Regions from separate parts of the Mus musculus genome. Here region 2 is linked to region 1. The links are chromatin contacts, called in public HiChIP or PLAC-seq maps. All regions are on one chromosome and are shown on one strand. Each heading gives the region's core, a stretch centred on a gene start, on an enhancer-like site or on the middle of the called end of the contact. The rest is flanking DNA. Distances are from core to core; before and after follow the strand shown.

Region 1 (7,106 bases), core at 1,058-3,557:
TCCCAGTCAGGATTAACCACCACCACCCCCATGGGCAAGTGACTCCCTGTGTCTTAGTCTCCTCTTCTTCCCCCATGTAAGCAGTAACAGTTCCCACTTGACTGGTTTGCTGGAAGGACTGCCAGTGTAATGCTCAGAAACGTCCCTGTTGTAGAGGAAGCTCTCCCTAGGGGTAATCACCTCTCTCTCTATTGCCATGTAGGGATCAAAGCCAGTGGCCCACAAATATCAAGAATTAAGAATGCTTAGACGCTGACATTTCCAGGAACGACGGCTCCCCAGCTGTCAGTTGTATATGTATGCCGCAGAAGGCGCCAAAAGGGTAATGCAGCCGGCAAGGTTCCCTTCCTGAGAGCCCTTGAAGCAAATGCCCAAAAGGTAATTAGCACAGGGTTGTTGCCTACGTTTCCATGCTTATTAGAGGAACTTGTCGTCTGCTAATCAAGACGCTCTCAGATATTTATAGACCATTTAAAGGAGGCGACTCAAGGCTCAGGGGAGGCACTGGGGAACTTGGGAGAATGTCAGCCTGGCTTCCTTACCATGGGATGGAAGGACTGTGTGAGTTGGGGGCCAGCCCGCAGGGTCTGTGGGAGCAGACACAGGCAACCTTGACTCTTCCTTAATTTTTTTTTAGTGTTTTATTAGCATATATTAAATATACATCATAATGGGCTTTGTTGTGCTTTATTCATACATGCGCCTGACATATCTAGGCCATATTCATCCTGACACCCTCTCGTTGGAGCTCCTTCCTCTGGTCAAACGGCCTCTGATCCCACGTAACGGGATATGTGTGTGTAGCCCAGTGAGCTGTGCAAAACTGCCCCAGGACTGCGCTCGTCGTCACCCTTGGATGGGAAATCGGCTATGAAGTCCCACCCCAAGGGGAGGACCTAGACAGTTAACCATTGATGTAGGTGGCAGAGACATTTGTCATAGCCATCAGTAAGGCACACATTTCCAATAGAAAAGCTCTGGGCGGCAAGGAGGCATGCTACTCGATTCGCTCTCACTGATACACTGCTGAGGAGAAGTGCCTTGACCAACTGGTGTCCACTCTTCATACCCCAGAAGACTCTTGAGCCCGCCCCTGTCTTACAGGCTTCCTAGGGAGGAACTGGAAGACCAGTCCACCAGCCCCCAGGGGCAAGGTTCCCCCTGTATGGTCCTTGCCTCCTTCCCTCTGTGGTGTCAGCCCAGGATCACAGAAGCTGGTGTGGAGGCAATCAATCACTTCTCAAATCCCTCCCTCCTGGTCTGGTCTGCTCATCTCCTCACGGGAGCCAAGGCCTGTGGGATTATTCTTCTGCAGTGACTTCAGAGACTGCTGCTCAGCGGTCCCTCTTGCTGTGCTTGAGTCTGCCACCCGTGGCACCTGAAACTAGTCTGGCACACAGCCTGTCCTTTCTCTTCCTGTGTACCAAGGCGGCACAGCATCATAGCACGTGATCAACAGATATTACCTCTAGGCTCACATATTTGGAGGCTCAGTCATCAGGGATCAGCAGTACTTGAGAAGGATTAAGAGGCATGGCCTTGCTGGAGGAAGTGTGCGTCACTGGGGGTGGGCTTTGATGGTTCAAAAGTTCAAGCCAGGCCTAGGGATTCTCTCTCTTCCTGCTGCCTGTGCATCCAGATGTAGAACTCTCAGCTTCCTCTCTTGCATCGAGTCTGCCTGTGTGCTGCCACGTTCCCCTCCCCGTGATGACAATGGATTAAACCTCTGAAACTGTAAGCCAGCCCCAATTAAACGCTGCCTTTTAATAAGACCCTTTGCCTTGGCCATGGTGTCTCTCTACATCAGTAGAATAGTGACTAAGACAGAGGCCGGCTGCTCAGGGAGAGAGCAACCCTCGAAAGCAGGTCTGTCTGCCCGCAAAAGTCCACGTGCCCCACCCCCACCTCTACCCCTGCCCCACTCCCTGTGGATGCTCACTGCCACAGATACCCCCGCAGAGGCTCAGCTTGGCTTCGTTTTTTTGTTGAGTTTCTCTAAATGCAGTTTCCAACTTTGCCCTCCCAGCCTATGTCATCCCCATGACAAGTGACAGGCATGTGGAGAGAGAAACCACCCTGAGACCACAGAACTCTAACTACAGGTGGCCAGGCTGTGGCTCCTCACAGACTGTCCTCTTCCTCTGGTTCTGGATCTTCACCTGGCCCTCATCTGCTTGGGAGGAACAACAGCCTCTTCTGGGGCTTAAAAGGACCAGGGTTTAATCTGTCGCAGGGGTCTGGATGGAAGAGAGGGGTTGCTGGTCTGAGGCCAAGTGCCACCTAAGCAGCCAGTGGCAGCCAGCCCTGAGTCAGAGGAAAAAAGAAAGTGCTGTTTCCCAGGAAGGAAAAGGCTGTGTTTATTTCCCCAGTGTGTGAGAGCTGAGCCTTCGCTCAATCAATCTCTCTCTCCCTCCCCTGCCTTCTCTCTCTCTGTCTCTCTGTCTGTCTCTCTATCTCCCTCCCTCCCTCCTTCCCTCCCTTTCTCACCCCTCCTCCTTTCTCTCCCATGTCATTGTAAGGATGAAGAACAATACATTATGTATCACTTTTCTTCTTTCAGCTTAATTAGCTTAATTAATTGTTTCAACCATCTCATATGTTTAAAAAGGGGAGAGACAGAGAAGCCAAGCTGGCCATTTGAACAAAGGAACCAGTGTTTCAGACCGACTGCTAAGCAACCCCCGCCCCCATCTTTCAGATACATGTATGTCCTTTAGTCTGCCCAGGACTGAGGTGGGCATCTGTCTGTAACCCTGTAAATAGATCATTAGGCAAGACTGGCATATGTCTCAACAGTGAAGGACAGGGCTGCAATCCCCGTGGTCACAGGGAAGAGCCTGGCCTCTGGGTTTCCTGGCATCAGTGGTCCTTTGTTGAATGTAGCCTTTTACAAAGGAGAAAGGAGAAGATTTCCTTCAGAGCACTGTACAGAGTGCACGGCTTCCCACAGCACTGCCTGCTGAGGGATGGATGGGCGGGGTTGTTTTGATAAAGAACTTGGTCACAAGGCATCAAAGTAGACCGAGCAGTGTTGTTGCAGACAAATTCTTTATTTTATATTCCTGGTTCCCAGCAAAGCATAGCACAGACTTTGGGGGTGGGGGTGGGGAGTAGGTGCCACAGGCCCAGTGAATAGGGCAGAAGTGGGGTGGGGCGCAAGCTCACCCAGGGACCTTGTGCTTCTCCTCGGGGTCAGGAAGTTTTCGGGTACTGGCTTTGTGCCCAGGTAGGTGCAGAATGGAAGCCAACAGAGAGCAAAAGAAAGAATCCTTTGGTACTTAAGTGTGTTCTGAGCTCCTAAGTATTTGGTTGAGATCAGCAAGTTCTTCTCTTTCTTTCATTGTCTTTTCTGAGACAGGGTCTCACTGTGGATAGCCTTGGCTTTCCTGGAACTCACTATGTAGACCAGGCTGGCCCTGAACTCACATGAATCTGCCCACCTCTGCCTCCTGAGTGCTGGAATCAAAGGTGTGCATCACCATACCCACTGTCAAGTTCCGTTGAAGAAGCTATTTCTGACTCGCCCATGATCGATCTTTCTCTCTCCAACCCTTTGGGGCCGGCTAGAGTCATGGCCCTCACCACACAATGCCTGCCTGTCCCTGGAGTAGACGCTGCCATTCATGATCACCCAGCCCACAGCCATCACTTGGTGGCTCACTGTATTAGTTACTTTTACATTGTTGTAATGAAATGAAACACTCAACAGAAACGGCTCAAGTGAGGAAGGGTTTGACTACAGGAACATGCCACTGGTGGCTCATTTGTTCACCCGTTGAAGGGCTCTGCATGGAGGAAGGATGAGAGGTCTGCCATCTGCTTTCTCAAAAGATTCACCCCTGGTAGATCCACAGCGGCCATATCACAGACACAGCCCACCAACTGTGTCGGGTGGCTGTGGCAGTTTGGAAGGGAAGGGCCCATTTTAGCTTGCAGCTTCAAAGCAAGGCAGAAGATACTGTAGCATTCCCAGGAGCAGACCGCGGCAACAGGAGTGGGAGGGGCTTACACCTTCCAGCCAGACATGAAGCAGAGAGGTCAGCCAGACCCCTGACCACGCCTGGAACCCACCAGCCTTGCCTGCTTGGCTAACCAGGCCCTGTATCCCATAAGCGCAGGGTCCTTCACTCTTTCTGCCTGTCTGAAAAAGCTTTTCCTTTGCTGAGAGCTGTAAGGGGCATTTTCACTGGCTATCGTCAGACTATAGTGAGCAGGAGGTTTGGCACCATATTTCTTTAAATGTGCCGTTCGTTTTTTGTGTATTAGTCTTATAGTTCCTAGATACTGCTTGTTCTGGAATTTTCTCTCCTTTGGGTTTCTGCCTCCACATCTCTCTAGCAACTTTGAAATTACAAGTCTTTGCTATTTATCTCCCCACCCCCCAATCTGTCTTACTAGGATAATAAGTACCCATACACACACACACCCTTTCTTAGAAACCTCAGTGCTTAACCACCAGGGTTTTCAGAGCAATGTCCTTTCTCCAGGCTTCCCCGATTGTTCTTACTGTTGTTCTATTAATCTGGGTTTTTTTTTTGTGGGGGGCAGTGTACATGTTTGTATGTGTGTGAGTGTATGTAACTGAGTATGTGTGTGTATTGTGTGAGTGTGTGTGTGTATGTGCATATGTGTATATGTGAGTGTGTGGAGTGTATATGTATATTGTGCGAGTGTGTATATGTGTAAGTGTGTATGTGAGTATGTATGTGAATATGTGTATGTGAGTGTGTGTGTGTGCTTGGATGTGCACAGCTGCACATGTATGTATCGGGGCCAGAAGCCAGCATCAGGTGACTCTCCCTAGAACTTTCCACCTTCTTAAATTTTTGTGGGGAGCACAGGGTCTCTCACTTGACACAAGACTTGCCAGTTTGTGGAGACCTGCCCTGACTGACAAGCCCTGACGATCATCACATCTCTGCCCCATCACTCTGAGGTTACAGACCTGTGCTGCCATGTCCAGCCTTTACATGGCCAATGGAGATCTGAACTTGGGTCTTTATGCCTGTACAGCGGACATTTTACCCTGGGCCATCTCCCCAGCCCTGATCCACTCATGTCAAACTCTAACTTCCACTACAATGCACACACACACACACACACACACCCCTGGGTTCTGCAGCTTAATAAGGTATGGCAAATACATGAGCCCGTGTAACTGCCACTCAACCCAATGCAGAGCACTGTAAACCTGACGATCCCCCTGCTTCCCCTGACTGCAGCCAAACACCAGCCACTATGGCTGTGGGCCCATTTCTTCCGGCGATGTGGTTGTTTAGGTCCATGATCTTCTATGGCTGCCTCTCCCATCCCCACGTGACCAAGCATGTTACTCTGTGCTTACTTTCGTTTCTGAATTGTACTCAGGGTTGCAGACGTACCAGACTTTCTCCATTCGTCTGCTGGTTGAGTTTGAGCCTCTCCTCATGTCCTTCCTTTTTAGAATCTAACAAACAAACAAACAAAAAAGTTCTGAGCCATTCATTCGTGCATGTCATGCGGGATGCCCACACTGGTGAGCAGAGCAGGCTCTCAGCTCTGATGTAAGCCAGAACCCCGGGGGCAGAGACTCCTGTCAGATAAGCCATCCTGAGCAGGGTGAGCGTGACAGAAAGACAGGCACAGGCTGCCATGGGAGCAAACAGCTGGAAGGGTGACTCCAGCCAGTGGTTCTGGAAGGGCTCAGGGGGGGAGCCTAGAGAAGAGACTCCTGCGGGGACTGGGAGAGAATGAGGGAAAGATGAAGGCATTCCCCGGGGGCGTGTAGAAAGCTCTGCAGTCATGGAAAACACATGGAAGCTGACACTTTGCCGCCTGTCCACACGGGGAAGTGTGCACTGTGTCAGGCAGATCTCAAGCATATCACTTCATTGAATCCTCAGGACAACTGCGAGGGCCGCATTAAGCTTCCTTCAATAACTGAAGGGTCAGCCTCAGGAAGAGGAGGTGACCCATCTCTCTCAGGCAGTGCCATGAGTGGTCATAGCAGGACCCAAACCTGAGGACAATCCTGATTAAGCTGGCTGAGGCTGGGGTCGGGTGTAGCATAGAGCCAGAGTGACATGCCACTGAATGTACACGGACAGCATTTGCTGGATATGCCAGAAACAGCCAAGTGAGCATCTCTGCGGAACTTCTGTCTGCCCTCACTGGTGCCTCGGAAGCAGAACTAAAGAGGCTCTCCCAGCACCAGCCAGGCTGTCCTCTAAATCTCTAAAAGTAGCATTTGGGCTTTGGGGTTTTTTTGGTTTTTTTTTTTTTTGTTTTTGTTTTTTTGTTTTTTTTTTTTGTTTTGTTTTTGGATTTGCTTCTGTTCTTGTTCGTGGTCAAAGGCAAGGGTTTAAAAGAAGGTGGGATCAAGCGACCAGGGAAATGGCTCAGCCATTGACAAGCCTTAGGAACTGAGTTCAGATCCCAGGACAGATTCAGAATCTAGGTGCCAGGGAGGCAGAGACAGGAGGATCTCTGGGGCTCGCTGGTTGGCCAGTTGAGTCGAGTCAACCAGCCCTCTTGTCCCAGTGAGATGCCCTGTCTAAAGGAGAGAGTGGATGGCTCTTGAGGAATGGCACCCTCACACACACACACACACACACACACACACACACACGTACACACACATTCGATCCCGGGAATGCACAGGTGACTCCCTGCAGGTGTATTCCAGGAACTGGAAGCTGAGGGGTGGCAGGAAGTAGGCGGTACCAACTCAATAGCCTGGAGGCCCACTCCCGGTGATCTTCTGGCTCCAGTGAGGCTCCAAATACTGAAGGCTCCACAGCCCTGTCAGCTTGCCCTGCTGGTGTGCTTCCTACTGCTGAGATGAACACTGACCCAAAGTAACCAGGGAACAAAAGGGATATAGCCATCACAGGAGAGGAGCTCGGGGTGGGAAGCAGAAAGACTGTTTTTACTGGCTTGCCCCCTAGGTCTCCATCATCCTACCCAGGACCACCTGCCCAGGGGTGGTACCACCCACGATGGACTGGACCCTCAGACATCAATCAGTAATCAAGAAAATCCACCTCCCGCCATAAACTTGCCCACAGGCTAGTCTGATTTCTCCCAACTGACGTGCCCCATTCCAGGTGACTCCCAGGTTTGTGTCA
Region 2 (6,540 bases), core at 1,720-4,219, 610 kb before region 1:
GCAAGAGACAGTGGCCTCTGAGTGCGCCACACTGTAAATCCTTCCAGTGGGAAGAGAGATTTATGGTGTCCTAAGTTCGGGCGGCAGGCTCGGTTTGTGTTAATAGCCTTATTAGCTACATGGCGGTAAAACCCAGGTCCCCATACCGCTGAACAGCTACCGCAGTGCTCAAGAGCATTCAATCAGCACACTGAAGCTCCTTGAGATGGTCTTAAAGCCCCTGAAACCTGATTAGGGAGGCTCCCCTGATGGGTTAGAGATGGACAGATGGACTAAAGCCAGTGAGTTTCAAAGGGGGAAATCAGCAAACCTCAGCATAGCCTTCTCTGCCTGTCACTGTGGTCCCAAGTGGGTGCAACCTTGATCTTGACTGTGTAGAAGCCAAGAAGTGTTGCTGATGGCCCCCGAGGCAGTGAGCTCATAACCCCATTAGATCTCAGAAGCCCCTATGGCAGCTAGACGCAGGAGCCCCCTAGGAGTCAGTACAGCCTCAGAGCATGGTGTGACGGGAGAACAACCCTATCGTGTTGGTTGGAGAGTAAGAAGACAGGCACTCACACACAACGGAACGGAGCCAGAGAGCCAACCATTAAACGTCTAAAATTCAGCTATGGAGAAAAGATGCAAGAACCTGTCACTTGGTGTAATAGTATGTATATGCTTGGCCCAGAGAGTGGCACTATTAACTGTGGCCTTGTTGGAGTGGGTGTGTCAATGCGGCTTTAAGACCCTCCTCCTAGCTGTCTGGAAGCCAATATTCTGCTAGCAGCCCTCAGATGATGTAGAACTCTCAGCTCCTCTTGCACCATGCCTGCCTGGATGCCGCCATGCTCCTGCCTTCATGATAATGGACTGAACCTCTGAACCTGTAAGCCAGCCCCAATTAAATGTTGTCCTTAGAAGAGTTGCCTTGGTCATGGTGTCTGTTCACAACTGTAAAGCCCTAACTAAGACATGGGGTGTTCCCATCACCAAGCCACCCAGAAACAGTGTAGAACAAGGCACCATTAGACATAGAACAAGGTACCATTAGACATGGCCATGCAGGGAAACCCAACAACATTCAGATGGATTCACCCAGCCCTTACCTTTAAGGGGGACAAACGGGATCACATTCACATAGAGAGAAATATTGCCAACGGTTGGGTTCTTTGAACAAATTATGTTACCTGTGAGCTAATAAAGTAAGTGGTTTAATTACTAGTTAATGATGAATCCCACTCTATATACTTGGAGTCAGGGAGTGGCCACAAGAAAGAGAGCAGGGAGTGGGATTCCATTGCTTTCCATGGTCCCTCCTTAGAGCATCTCTCTGTTCAGCCCTATGACAGGTATCTTCTATCCATCATCCCACTTAGCCAGTCCCTGTACCCTTGGGAGGGCTGGACTTGAATTTTGACTCAAACAATGTGATTACACGCGAGTTACACAAAGCAAAGCTGGAATGAGTCTGGGGCATTAAAATACCACAAATATGCTATGGGGTGTGGGCCAGCCACGGCAGCTGTTCTCCAGGCTGTGGGGTCTGGTGAGGTGCTGGGTTGGAGCTGGCTATCCACATGTACAAAGTGTGCGATAGTGCCAGGTGTCCCTGTGTCACTGTGAGCAGCTCACAGACCAGGTAAAGCATGGGCAGAGCAGGAAGCCACCCGCTCAGAGCTGCATGGACCTTGTCAAACGGATGGAAGCGTCCTGTCCTCTGCTTCTATTTATTATTCCAGAGACCTGAAGGAAGACAGGAAAGCTCCAGATCTGGGAGATCTGATGGCCTCCATGGACTCTTACTTCATGAATGTGCACAAACCCACATACAGTTTAAGATTTAAAAAAAAAAAAAAAAAAAAAAAAACAGACAAAAAAATCTAAACACTGCAGTGTATATTTGGAGACCAGAGGGTTTCTGGGGCTTGCTGGTCAGCCGAATCTGTGAGCTCCGAGACTGGGAGGATCAACGGACTCTACCTACTTCAATTAAACAAGGTGGAGAATGTATGCGCACACACACACACACACTCATCTCTGTTTTAAGGAGACTGGGTTGTAGGAACACATTGTCTAGGAGATGCTGGGTGGTGACTGTGGGGGAGGAGTAGGGGTATATTTACACAGAGAAGGTGACTAAGAGGCCGGTGTCACAATCAGCAGACTGAAACCATAACGTCCCCGGTGGGCTCCTGTGTTTGGAGCCAGGCGTGGTGGCTGGTGCACGCTGGGAAGCCGGAAGAGGTCCCCTGATCACCTGGAGCTGGAGTTGCAGGCAGTTTGTGATCTGAACCGTCTGGGTGCTGGGAACTCAACTTGGTTCCTCTGCAAGAGCAGGAAGTGCTCGGAACTGCTGACTCAATCCCCCACTCCCACCTTGCTAACACAGAGTCGCTAACAGTGCACGGGAAGGAACAGAGCAACGCCCTTGGCTCCAGTCTGCTCCATCCGCCATTTGCCATTCGCAGTGCCCACTCCCGCAGGTGCACCCACGCTTGTCTTCCCTCCTGTCCTCTCCCCTTGCATTTCTACAGAAACCACCACCCTCCCATCTCACGGTTGGCTGGCTCCAATAATCTGCTAATTAGTCTCCCTGTCTTCTGGGTCTCCCCTTTCCAATCCATCTTGCCTGCTGTCACCAGGCCAAGTATTCTAAAGCCCAGCTTACAACATGTCAGATTTCTATGGAAAACAACACTACCCTGCTGGGCTCTGTGATCCGTACAGAAGAACGGGAAAAGACTGTCAAGAGACATTTTAGGTCTTCCTTCCTGTGGTCTCTGCAATGTGTCCCCTCCTGATGTTCCATGTGTCTCCCGTGCCAGATACACAAGTATCACCAGCAATTGGGAGTCCTTCAGTGTCAGCCGCAGTGGCAGGCTGTGGCCGTAACTGTCCAGCTTAGCCGCGTTTGCCTTTTGACTTGGCGAGAGAGACACTGAAATAGGCTTTTACATTCCCTCCTCCTGGGTGGGCTTACTGCCCAGCCGTGGGGAGTGTGTTCAGCAGATGGCCTCCAACTGTCAGCGTCTGTGACAGCTGCAGAGACACGCCCTCCCCAAGGCCATGCCTTCCAGGGAATTTGCTAGGAACTGGCCTGAGTAAGACAGACAGAAGGAGGGGCTTCACGTTTTTGGCTCCGCCTGGTTGACCCACAACCTTGGACTTGAGTTTTATTTTTTCTTTGTTGGGGTAGGCAGAAACTGAACTGCAACTGAAGCTGAGGATGACCTTGAACTCTGGATCCTCCTGTCTCCACCTCTGAGGTGCTGATGTCACAGGCGTGCACCACGGAGGCAGATCCATGGGATACTGACAAGGGTAGAGCCCAGGGCTTTGTACGTTCCCTGCAAGCCCTCTCCCAACGTGCTTCCTGCTACATTTCCAACTCAGCATTGCTATTTCGATCTTATTCTGTGCTCAATCCTGCTTCCTCCTCCTCCTCCTTTTCCTCTTCCTCCTCCTCAATGTTTTATTGATAGTTCTACTCTACTTATAAAGTATGTAATTTATACTTATGTACTGTGGAATATGGCCACAACAGTTTTCAGTGTACTCCGTGCTGTGTGTGTGTTTACTCCTTTTCTATATTTTTTTTAAAAATTAATTTTTTTCTACTTATTCACTTTACATCCTGCTCACTGCTTCCCTCCCTTTCACCCCCTCCCACAATCCTTCCCCCATCTCTCTCCCTTTCTCCTCTGAGCAGGTGGGGCCCTCTCTGGGTACCCCCCCCCACACACACACACTTCAACTCTCTGCGAGGTTAGGCGCTTCCTCTCCCACTTATGCCAGACAAGGCAGCCCAGCTAGAAGCACAATATCCTACATGCAGGCAACAGCTTTTGGGATAGATAGCCCCTGTTCCAGTTGTTTGGGACCCACATGAAGACCAAGCTGCACATCTGCTACATTTCCTCTCTGTATATTTTAAAGACAGGGTCTAATGTAGCCAAGGCTAGCCTAGAACTTCCTGTGTACCAGGAGGATGACCTTGAACTTCAGAGTCTCCTGCTTCCACTTCCTGAGTGCTAGGATTACAGATAGACACCCTGAACTACTATCTATGTGGTTCTGGGATTGAACCCAGGGGTTCACACTTGCTAGGCAAGCCCTCTTCCAGCTGAGCTACATGCCCAGGCTGGCTGGCTGATTTTCCGTAGCATGCCGTCTCCAGGGTTCATCCATGTCATAGCAAGTATCCATAGCTTATCTGTTTTTACTTTTTATTGCTGAGTATTCTCCAGGATAAATGTACCACGTTTTATCCATATCTTCCTAAATGGATGGATGTCTTTGCTGTTTACATTTAATTGGCCTTCCAGGAACACTCTTTATACAAGTTTGTGTGTACCTAAGAAGCATTTGTAATGCAAACTCTGTCTCTGTGTACTCTTGAGAAAGCAGGCTGTACTAACCCATTAGGGACTTTTTTTTTTTTTTCAGATAAACTTGTAGAATAGAAATGGGGATTGCAGAGATGGCTCAGAAGTTAAGAGCACTTGATGCTCTCTTCCCAGGACCCAAGTTTGGTTTCCAGGACCTACATCAAGTGTCTCACAGCTGCCTGTTAATTCCAGCGCCAGATGATCTAGCGCCCCCTTCTGGCCTCCAAGGGCACCTGCACTCACATGCACATACACACAGACATACATACATCAGCGTGCAGATAATTAAAAGTAAAGTACGTCTATATATAAAATGATACATGCAGAATTATGGGGTTGTCGTTTGTGTAAATAAAACACTGGAAACCACAGGGTTGAAATGTTATCTTAGGCTGATCAGAGAGGGTCTGCGGCCTGATAAGTGACACAGTAATTCAGTGGTGGTCCTAGGACTCCAACTTAGCTCTGTGGATCTGCAGTATGTATCCTCTTTGCTTGTTTCTTTCTCTGCTAGATCGTAAGTGGCTTTGCACACTATCTGACAACAGCCAACCGCAGTCTAGGAACAGCCCATTCAGAGGCTTCATCTGGGCCATACAAGTTCTCAGCGTTTTAAAAAATCTGTGATTCCACCTGAAGATACAGAATACCAATTATTCATTTATTTTAAGATTACTTATTTATTTATTTGTGGACCTTATCTACATATCAATCTGCACACCAGAAGATGACATCAGACTGTTTTGAGCTGCCATGTGGGTGCTGAGAATTGAACTCAGGACCTTCTGAAGAGCACTGAGTACTCTTGGCCACTGAGCCATCTCTCCAGCCCCTTCTTCCTTTAAAGCAAAGGGCACAGGCCGAGGCTGCTAGCAGTGGCTTGCTGCCTCCACAACAAGGTGCTGAAGCTGAGTAGTGAAAACGTAGTCAGCTTGTGCTCTTGGCACCTCCTTCTCCTCTTGTATCCTGCCTGGCCTTCCTGGGCATCTATGGCATTTGAAACCTCAGCATTCATGCATCTGGGTCATGACCCCCTTGGTGTCTGCCACGATAGAAAAACCCAGGTTCTAGGTGTCCCCTGTGCTGATTTTCTTTTTGTGCAGAGAGGAGAAAGATGAAGAGGTGTTGAAGGAAACTTAGGTAGCATTTACAGTTGTCATGACAACCAGAAGACACTCCTTCAACAACAATTTATTTTCTCTCATTTCTGGGGCTATGTCTAAGCCCAAGGGCCTGCTGGGTTTGTTTCCTGGTGCGGGCTTCCCTCCAGCCTTGACAGTTTATTCATTCCTGCTGGATTCTCATATAGTAGGCTCAGAGCTCTGTCTCTGGCTATGAGGCAAATGTATATGTGTGTGTGTTTGTGGGTGGGTATGTGTACATGTGTGTGCATGTGTGTGCATGTCAGAGATCGACATCAGGTGTTTCTCTTTTGTCCACTGGGTATTTATGTGTACATGTATGCACATGTGTTTTTGTGGATGTGTGCGTGCACATATGTGCATGCTTTGGGAGTCACCCATGTGTGCACAGAGTCCAGAGGTGATGCAGGACGTATTTATCCCCTTCCCAGAGGGATTGCTTCCTACATCAACTTGCTAAGTAAGTCCATCTAACTGCAGGGGCTACCTATGACCCAGATTATGCCTTGCCTGTGGATTCCATAAAAACCTTGTACAGCGTAAGTTAGCACCAGTGGGCACCCTGCTGGGTAGTTTTATGTCCACTTGACACAAGCCCAGGTCATCTGGAGAGATGGAACCTTAACTGAGAAAATACGATGACTATATTGGCCCGTGGGCATGTTCTTGATTAATGATGGTGTAAAGGGGGTCAGCCCACCGTGGGTGGTGTCACCTCTAGGCAGGTGGTTCACAGGTATATAAGCAAGCAGGCTGAGCAAGCCAGTAAGCAGCACCCCTCCATGACCTCTGCATCCACTCCTGCCCTGGCTTCCTTTACGATAGACCGTTAAGTTGTGGGCTGAAACAGATTGTTTTCTGCCCAGGTTCCTATTGGTCATTATATTTATTGCAGCACTCTGAAAGCAAAGTAGGACAGCTCCCAACACTCACAGCCAAAGGAGAAGGAAAAGACAGCAAATAGCAGGTCTAGTTCAGGATGGTTGTGAGCATGGATCTGTGTGTCAGGTGATTTGACTTCTGAGTCA

The links. HiChIP or PLAC-seq counts read pairs in DNA pulled down with a chosen protein or histone mark.
Region 2: a contact with region 1 is called in an H3K4me3 HiChIP or PLAC-seq map of embryonic forebrain, with 5 times the contacts expected there. The contact joins two enhancer-like sites. A contact is called at or near these places in 1 of 39 promoter capture datasets (hippocampal neurons), 2 of 115 datasets of contacts at active chromatin or transcription factors (astrocytes and embryonic forebrain) and 1 of 9 other capture datasets (adipose tissue).

The regions. Positions count from the first base shown.
Region 1 is chr5:116,270,237-116,277,342 of GRCm38.p6, reverse strand. The region is part of intron 1 of Ccdc60 (coiled-coil domain containing 60); the gene reads left to right. Among named protein-coding and RNA genes, the nearest start is that of Gm52827, 4.9 kb to the left of the region's middle. Within about 2 kb of position 2,307, at least 25 of the 459 cell types and tissues checked have an H3K27ac peak or open chromatin away from gene starts, as enhancers often do. A contact at or near this core is called in embryonic forebrain, where this site is marked.
Region 2 is chr5:116,882,835-116,889,374 of GRCm38.p6, reverse strand. It overlaps Gm42010 (a long non-coding RNA gene), which reads right to left. Exons shown (of 2, transcript XR_878710.1): 2 at 4,738-5,003. Among named protein-coding and RNA genes, the nearest start is that of Gm42010, 5.8 kb to the right of the region's middle. Within about 2 kb of position 2,969, at least 15 of the 459 cell types and tissues checked have an H3K27ac peak or open chromatin away from gene starts, as enhancers often do. A contact at or near this core is called in embryonic forebrain, where this site is marked.